Regions from separate parts of the Mus musculus genome. Here all the other regions are linked to region 3. A link is a contact called in public HiChIP or PLAC-seq data. All regions are on one chromosome and are shown on one strand. The core of a region is the stretch at or near the end of the contact, and the rest is flanking DNA. Distances in the headings are between cores, read along the strand shown. Region 1 overlaps Vwa8 (von Willebrand factor A domain containing 8). Region 2 overlaps Vwa8 (von Willebrand factor A domain containing 8). Region 3 holds the start of Dgkh (diacylglycerol kinase, eta).

What was found. HiChIP or PLAC-seq counts read pairs in DNA pulled down with a chosen protein or histone mark.
Region 1: a contact with region 3 is called in an H3K4me3 HiChIP or PLAC-seq map of neural progenitor cells, with 7 times the contacts expected there. The contact joins the enhancer-like site here to the promoter of Dgkh in region 3. A contact is called at or near these places in 1 of 39 promoter capture datasets (cranial neural crest), 2 of 484 Hi-C or Micro-C datasets (Sertoli cells and nephron progenitors), 16 of 115 datasets of contacts at active chromatin or transcription factors (bone marrow-derived macrophages, embryonic basal ganglia, embryonic forebrain and 11 more) and 2 of 9 other capture datasets (adipose tissue and liver).
Region 2: an H3K27ac HiChIP or PLAC-seq map of the NIH/3T3 cell line shows a contact between it and region 3, with 5 times the contacts expected there. The contact joins the enhancer-like site here to the promoter of Dgkh in region 3. A contact is called at or near these places in 2 of 39 promoter capture datasets (cranial neural crest and embryonic stem cells), 1 of 484 Hi-C or Micro-C datasets (uterus), 9 of 115 datasets of contacts at active chromatin or transcription factors (the NIH/3T3 cell line, bone marrow-derived macrophages, embryonic basal ganglia and 6 more) and 1 of 9 other capture datasets (liver).

The regions. Positions count from the first base shown.
Region 1 is chr14:79,020,654-79,023,353 of GRCm38.p6, reverse strand. It overlaps Vwa8 (von Willebrand factor A domain containing 8), which reads right to left. Exons shown (of 45, transcript NM_027906.1): 19 at 2,668-2,700. Among named protein-coding and RNA genes, the nearest start is that of Gm30970, 110 kb to the left of the region's middle. Within about 2 kb of position 1,448, at least 28 of the 459 cell types and tissues checked have an H3K27ac peak or open chromatin away from gene starts, as enhancers often do. A contact at or near this core is called in Sertoli cells, neural progenitor cells and stem cell-derived neural progenitor cells, where this site is marked.
Region 2 is chr14:79,075,220-79,077,919 of GRCm38.p6, reverse strand. The region is part of intron 26 of Vwa8 (von Willebrand factor A domain containing 8); the gene reads right to left. Among named protein-coding and RNA genes, the nearest start is that of Gm30970, 59 kb to the left of the region's middle. Within about 2 kb of position 1,434, at least 26 of the 459 cell types and tissues checked have an H3K27ac peak or open chromatin away from gene starts, as enhancers often do. A contact at or near this core is called in the NIH/3T3 cell line and uterus, where this site is marked.
Region 3 is chr14:78,731,405-78,734,104 of GRCm38.p6, reverse strand. Dgkh (diacylglycerol kinase, eta) reads left to right here and starts at 1,376. Exons shown (of 30, transcript NM_001081336.2): 1 at 1,376-1,747. The coding sequence starts at 1,688.

The DNA.
Region 1 (2,700 bases), core at 199-2,698, 290 kb before region 3:
ATTTCTCTCGGGACAGATGTGCTCTCCACACTACAGCTGTGGCTGCTTCTTTCTTCAGAGGCTTGCCACTCATTTTTCAAAGTTCCTGACATGACTCTTAGTGCTTTGGGAATAGCACCTTCTCCTGTTCCTGTGCGGGGCCAACCTCTGCTTTTACCTCTGCCAGCCCCCCTCCCCCATCTCCTCCTTCCCGTATGGGCACCATCAGGAATGAGTTTCTGGTCACTCTCTATAACCAGATGATGTGCTTGCTGAGAGAGCCGGAAACAACGTCCCCAAGGGTACCACCTAAGGAGTCCTGTAAGGCGTCCACCGCCCTGCATTTCCACTGCCTCGGATCATTTGGGTCCTCTTTAACTGTGACCTGGACTGTTTCAGTAAGCACTGCTCGACTGTCTGTCTGATTTCTGACTCTTGGACAACACGGGAAGGTGAAGGGAAAGTTATTGAAAGTACAAATGTGCTTAAACTCTGGGTTTCCTTGACAAGGATCTTAATTCCTTCCTTAGTGAAGCCTGGACAATGCGGCCTTCCTCATGCACCAGCCTCATTACTCAACACCACTGGACACCAAAGCCCGCAGACTGAGTTCAAGGGTATGTGCCTTTCTAAGACATTGTCTCTCATACATGACCAAGGCTTTGCAAATATCCATCTCAGCCTGAATAAGTTTCCAACTTGCTCTGTAAACCAGTTTTCTGAGATCTTTTCCGTCAGTGACCATCAATCACCTCATTGGTGTTACCATAGTAACCTGCATGTATCTCCATCACACTCTGTAGTAACCATATGTACTTACTGGCCTGTATTTTCCACAACATAAAAAGCAATTTGAGTCTTGGAGGTGGATCTGCTTGTGTGCGAACATTTTAATCTTTGTACCCTGATGCCAAGGGTACCCTAGGGCCAAGTCTGACTCATGTTTAATTTTTCAGGCCTAAAGCTCCTTGGGTTTATTAAAAAGCTATTAATCTTGTTATTCTACAAGTTCTCTTAGTTACTGCTTCAAGGGTCATATTCCATAATAAAGGACTTAATGAAACAATACTCCTTAGAATAGATGTTCAAAATCTTATTAATTCCTTTTAATTCCCTCAATATTTATTTACCATATGTTAGAAACTTTGCTATTCAATGGAGACAGCAGATGAAGGAAAGACCAAGGGAAAAACATTTTAAAGATCATTCAGTGCTCTGTGGTAAGAGGACAATAGGACATCACAGAAAAAACGGACTGAATATACCCTCTGTCAGTGACACTGGGGATTCTTGTTCTAAGACGACAAGCAGCAAAAGTGAAGGGGTAATGCCAACTACAGAAGCAAACCGCAGTAAGCCAGAACTGAAGCAACTAAAATCCTCACTAATGGTTGATTCATTATGCTCTGGGGAGGAGGAACATTTGGAGGATTACACAAAACCCCTCGAGGCGCCGGTGGAAAGTTCACTGAGGACCTGCAGTCCTCAATGTCTGTGTCACCAATACCATGGCAACAGACACTGTTCAAGGACAAGGACACAACGGTCTTCCTTCCCACTGAACTGCTCTTCTGTGTCCTTCTAGGTCATGAAGCCTTTGCAACCTTAACTATTTTGGAGTTTTTCCTTTGTTACTTGTAAAAATTTCACATTCTTTTCTTTTTCTCATTTCTGCTATGTGGATACAATGTGAAATTTGAACAGAGTGCTTAGAAATATTATTGTTTCTTTTAATCAGGGTTTTGTTTTTTATATTGTAGATAGGAGTGTTTTCCTTCTAGCTATATAGCTTCATTTTCTACTCCTGTGATATACAATATACAATGATGCAGTATTAAAGGAGAAATCAGTTAACTGATTCTAGAATGAAATAAAAAGTATAGTTTTGATAAATAAATGTTTAAACAGAACTATTTTATTAAGAAAAAACTTGCCTAGATATCTTTATACTATTTATCTCACTTAGGGGCATAAATTATGATACTCCTTCCTTAAAAAGATAAAAAGGCAAGTGCTAACATAATTTGTAAATGTCATTATCTGCATGCAGATTAGCAAATAAGAATTACAAAAAGTAAGCATGCTTTTATAATAAAAGAAATATATGAAAATAGCTTCAGAAATATTTAGTAGAACCAAGTCTTACAGAAATTAATCTTATAATAATAAAGCTTTCTAAGTTCAAACTTATTTCTGTGTCTTCCGAAACAGTCCACAGTTACTGGTAAGGTTTAAAGGCAAAATCTCTGCCACAGTCCACTCTCCAAAGAAAAAAGGAAAACAAAGGGGAAGCTTGGAATATGCAGCAAGGAAGAAAGAGAAAGACAGGATGTATAAGATGCTTGCCTCCTGTGAGCTACAGAAAGGACTTAACTAGACACCAAAGCGATAACCAATAGGTCTGTTAGTTTTTATTCAATAAAATGCTTTACTAGCCTCGAGCACAGTCATACATATGTGTGTACATAACACACACATATTAAACCCATAGCAGTAACTCCTCTAATTTTGACCATTAGAAGGAATTTTAAGTCTTATATCACTGTAATAAAAATATTTCAGCACTTCATTTTACCTTACCTGAACTCAACTTAGGAAATCATGACTACAATTACACATCAGTATCATTTGGATCAGAATTAACAACTATGACATGATTAGCTCAAGACCACGAAGCAATGGTCTCACCTGAACATTGTCGTAGAAAAGAACGTCAGGCAC
Region 2 (2,700 bases), core at 185-2,684, 340 kb before region 3:
TTCACTGATAATTTTATAAATAATATTAAAATGCCAAGTAAGAAAAAAAAATCCATCCATTTGAGAAAGGTAACCTTTCTCAGATTCTATGGCCAATGGCAGGGATGTGCATAAATCTGCTTAGAAGATGCCCACTCATTCTAAGTGATAGTCATGGAACTCACAACCTGACTAGCTATCTGAAGGACTAGCCTTGGCTGTTTGATTGGCAGAGTATGGGATGGTCCATTAGATACCCCATACAGACTGCACCCAGAACCACACAACCGCAGTGTTCTTCTACTGGCAATGTCAACAGTGCTGAAGGATGCATTGGCGGGTGGCCTGCGCGCGCGCACACACACACACACACACACACACACACACACCATCCCGTTCCCTGATTGCTCCTGGACCCTGACAATAGTTGGGAAACATTAGCTCCCCATTTCATTTCCCATGAAGGCTCCCAGAAGCTGTGTGTGTGTGTGTGTGTCCATTCTTAACTTTCATCCTTTCAGTGTTAGCAGTCCGAGGAGAAAGGAAGCATTGTTTGGGGTATGAACAAGTTCTGGAATAATCAACAAAATGGTGGCTACAGAATGGGTTGGGGAGTTGGGGGAGGGTTACCCTGGTAAGCAGTTAGCAAAACGGCCTTCTTTTCCACTTTACTGAAATGTGGCATCCAACTCTGACCAGATTTAAGTTTTTATGTTTGATTTGATTGACACAACAACAACATTTTCCATGATTTTAAAATTATGTCACTGTGCTGTTGAACTGTGTTAATGTCCTGGCTGGAATGATGTCTGGGTTTGATTTTAAGCGGGGGAGGAGCATGAACTCAGGAGCTATAAATAGAACTGCTTTTTATTTTCAGTGTCATTCGTGAATTTATGTGTTTTAAAACAATGATGTATTTTAGTGCATGTGTTGTGCTGGTTCCTAATCCCTCGTGGAAGCAGTGACAGAGCTCTGAAACTTAGAGTTTTGAGTAAGAGAAAGGTGCATATCCGAGTTATGACTTGGGTCAAATTATAGTACTTGGAGCATTAGAGAAAGGACACGGACAAGCCATAACACGACGCATACGGCCAGCAAAGTTAGGTAACATCATCTGAAGGACATGTGAGAGCTGTCTCAGGAAAACTTCCAAAAAGGGGGGGGGGTGGGCTTTTAAAGCACATGTTCTGGCAAATTTCTGCCTCCTCTGAACCTCTGCCAACACTATTTCTGGAGTCTGAGAGAAAACATATGAAGATTTGGATCTTTCTAGGGCCATTATGCAATTGGAAGTTGTTGGCATACCTATTATCAACAATTCCTAAGACATTTCCTTACCACAAGAACTACAAATGTTTATGGGGATAATGGAACACTTCAGGGTAGTTCCACCATCCCAGAAACTCAACAACTACTACCATCTTTGAGAAGAAAGACAGTGCCTCCAATTTTCCTGGCCTCCTTCCCTCCTACCATCTTAAGATCCAACAGTGAGTTTACTGCACTCTCACAGACCATTCCTGACCAACACTTCCCACTTGGCTCTTTCCCTTTTTGCTCCAGGCCACCCTGTAACTCAGCCTTAGCTCAAACTACTTTTTGCTATTCCCTGAACATGTGAAGTTTAATGCCTCCTGAAGGCCATTTCCATTCATCCTGCTGCAGCCTCTCCAGTGAGCTATCTCCCCATCTTCCTTTCGATCGGGTAACTTGGAGCTTATCACGAAGCAGAGGGTGACCTTGAATCTCAATCTTACTGCCTCTAGTCCCAAGTGTTGGGATTGCTGCGTGCACCAGCACACTCATCTTGGAGATCCCTTTTTTAAAGCCACAATCCAAATATTATTTACCTTTGAGTCCCTCCTCGAATTTCATTCTCGGAAAAGAAAAATCAACCTTTTGCCCTTCAGGGTTTCCACACAAATTTACACATAGGAAACTCTGAAAAGTCTTATAGAGTCGGTAACTTTCCAATTTAACAGAGTGGAGAGAATACCACTCTGGAGAGAACAGATTAGAAATGAATCTATGAAATCTTTTATTTTCTTTTTACTTAATAAAATAAAAACTCAGCACAAGGTTAAGCGTGGTGGCATGTGCCTATCACACTTAGGAAGTTAAGGCAGAAGCCTGAGCTAGTATAGACTACCTAGAGTCTTCCAGAGAAGCATGGGCTATATTGTAAGTGCCCCCCCCCCATATACCCTTACACACACCAGCCACATGCTTAACAGAGAAAGAAAGCCGAATTTAAACACAAAATATCAGTGATGGGCACTACTACAAATTCCCAGTAGTATCCTCCTTGGCCAAGAACTTTTTCTTTCTTTCTTTTTTTATTAGATATTTTCTTCATTTACATTTCAAATGCTATCCCGAAAGTCCCCTATATCACCCCCCACCCCACCCTGCTTCCCAAACCACCCACTCCCACTTCCTGGTCCTGGCATTCCCTTGTACTGGGGCATATGGTCTTCACTCTCCTCCCATTGATGGCTGACTAGGCCATCCTCTGCTACATATGCAGCTAGAGACAAGAGCTCCGGGGTACTGGTTAGTTCATAGTGTTGTTGCACCTATAGGGTTGCAGTTCCCTTTAGCTCCTTGGGTACTTTCTCTACCTCCTCCATTGGGGGCCCTGTGATCCATCCAATAGCTGACTGTGAGCATCCACTTATCTCCTTCCCCACAGCTCACAAGTCCCTGGCAACTTTACAT
Region 3 (2,700 bases), core at 127-2,626:
GTCAAAAAAAAAAAAAGTAACAATATGCTTGAAAAAGAGAAGTTCGCTTCCGGTCTGGGATAGCTCAGTCGGCAGGTAGAATGCTCACCTAGATGGAATGAAGGGCTGGTTTTGAGTGAGCCCCAGTGTTCAGCTGTGATCCCAGGGCTGAGGTAAACGCAGCATGGTCAGACTGCTCACTCACCCCACTTAAACCTCATTCAAAGTAAATGAAGGACAGGCTATTTAGGCAGCAGGTTGGAGGCCACTGAACAAAGCATAGTCACTAACAAAGAAGACCCAACAGTCCAAGGGCCCATTTAAAGGAGAGATTCAGGAATGCAAATTTAGTCAGTCAAGTTATAGAAAGTGAGGGCTGGAAACCATCCAGTGGCTTAGCTCTCTCCACAATCCTTAGGTGACCTTTATGAGTGTAGCTTCAGCGGAATATTAGCCTCGGAAATTAGTATGACGTGGGAGCATGCTGGATCAAGTAGTGTTTTGATTTTTCGGTTTCAAAACGTGTGAATTCATCTGTCTACCAGACTAAGGGCCAGAAGATGGTGCTGGCAGGAGTCTGAAGTCCACGAGAGAGGAAATGACCCATGCAAATGCAGTCACTGCTCGGTTTGCAACTAGATGGAAACCATCTTCACTGCCAGTAAAGATGATTTCAGGAAAGATGATTTAAAAAATTGCTTGTTGCAATTTTCATTTTCTTTTTCCCGGAGAGCAGCAGGAGAGACAGTTGACATTTGAGCTCTCTCTCGGAACTGCCCCTGTCCCTAATTTGAGCAGAGCGCTCACAGCGGACCACAGACCGGCTCCTTAGCTGGTTTTCTTTCCACGAAATCTTTCAGCCATAGAAAATGAACAAAAGCAGGGCTCCCCAGACAGCCCAGCCAGACATCTCAGCTGCCGGAATAGGTGCTTGGGAGTGGCTCAGGGGTGCGAAGCGCAGCCTCGCTCTGTTGAAGCCAGGTACTGTCCTGGGCAATTGGCTCCAGGTTTAGCTCCCGAGGCGGCCGTCGGGGGCTACAGGCACCCGTGGCGAGGGATGCCAAGGGGAAAGGGTGCCAGGTTCCGCTCGTCCGGCGCAAGCTACTCATCCCCGACATCCCCCGATTCTTCTGGCGATCCGGGCCCCGCGGCGCGGTTGCCTCTTTTAGCCGCACCACTGCCCGGTGCCCGTGACCACCCGGTGGCTGCTTTCGGTTCCGCGCCTTATATGGCCTGGCAGGGGGGTCACGTGCGTCCCGGGCCGCCCGCCGGGAGGGGCCGCTGGGGGAGGGGCGGACGGCGGGAGAAAAGGGGAGGGAGTCGGAGGCGGAGACAGGAGAGAGAGAGGGGCGGATTCTGCGGCCGTGGGAGGCGGCGGCGGCTTGAGGAGCCGAGCGCTCGCCGCCGCGCCGTGGAGCGGGACTCAGGCGGCTGCGGAGGCGGTGGCGGAGGAAGGGACCGGCGCGGGGGCGGGCGAGCGCGGCGGAAGCCAGAGAACGCGGGAGGGCCCGTGGCTGGCCCCGGGCAGGAGCCAGGGCGGCAGCGACAGCGATCCCAGCGAGGGAGGCGCAGGCAGCGGCGGCGGCAGCGACAGCGATCCCAGCGAGGGAGGCGCAGGCAGCGGCGGCGGCAGCGGCGGCGGCAGCGGCAGCGGCAGCGGGGGCCGGTGTCCGTGCGCCCCGGCGGCCAGCGGGCGCGGGCCGGCGCGATGGAGCCTCAGCACGTGCGCCCCGTGCTTGGAGCCCAGAGCCCGGCCTGGGAGGAACCGGTGGGTACCGCGCCCGCGCCCACCCCTCCCGCTTGTCCTTGCTCCCTGCCTCCCCCTCCCGGCCCATGTTCCGTTCAGGAAGCGGTCCGGGATGAGGTCCCCAGCTGCTTCCCAGCCGGGGCAGCGCTTCCTCCGGCGCCCGGGCTCCTCCTTGCTCGCCGCCCGAAGCGCCTTTGTCCGGTCGGCCTCTGGCGACGGTCCTTAGAGGACCGTTTCCGCGCTTCATCCTTTTCCCAACTTTGCACTTCATTCCCGAGTGTGGCGCGGCGGCCCGGGGAGTGGAGGCGACGGGGTTGCGCGGTCAGCGGGTGGCGCCGGGAGGAGACGGGGCTCACCTCTTGACCGCGCCCTGGCAGTCACCTGGGCACGCAGGTTCCCAAGGACCGCCGCCTGTGGAGGCTGGTGGCTGCCAGAAGCCCAGAGCCACGCCTCCGACTCGAGTGGCCGCGGCTGCCCTGAACAGTTCCGAGGGTCAGGGGACCTGGACCGGGATCCAGCCACCGGCTAACTTCGCTTTCGCCTGGATCTCACAGCACACGCCACGCGTAGATTGAGTCACTTTAGGGGCTCAGAGTGTTGCGTGTGAGAAGAGTCGAGGTCTTTGGATTTATTCCCTAAACTCCTTTAACTTATTTCTTGCACCTCAAACTGAGCCGTCTGTTATCCATCCATCCCTTCAGGGATTCCTCCCAGGAATCCCCGTCCTGCGTAGACCCTTGTAATCTTGAGTGGGCAATGAATTTTGGCTCTGCATACCCTATCTACGTATTTCTTAGTCCTTTTTGATTGACGTTGTGAACCGTCTCAAAAGCCTGGTCCAAAATTTCTGGCTTCATCCTTGCTGCGGTGCTGTTCTGATGATGTTTTCCCAGGGACTTCCTGAGTCTGCTCAGGCGGGCCCTCTGCCTGTTGAGAGCTTGTAGGTCAGGTGCCAGGCTTGCTTCTCCTTTTCT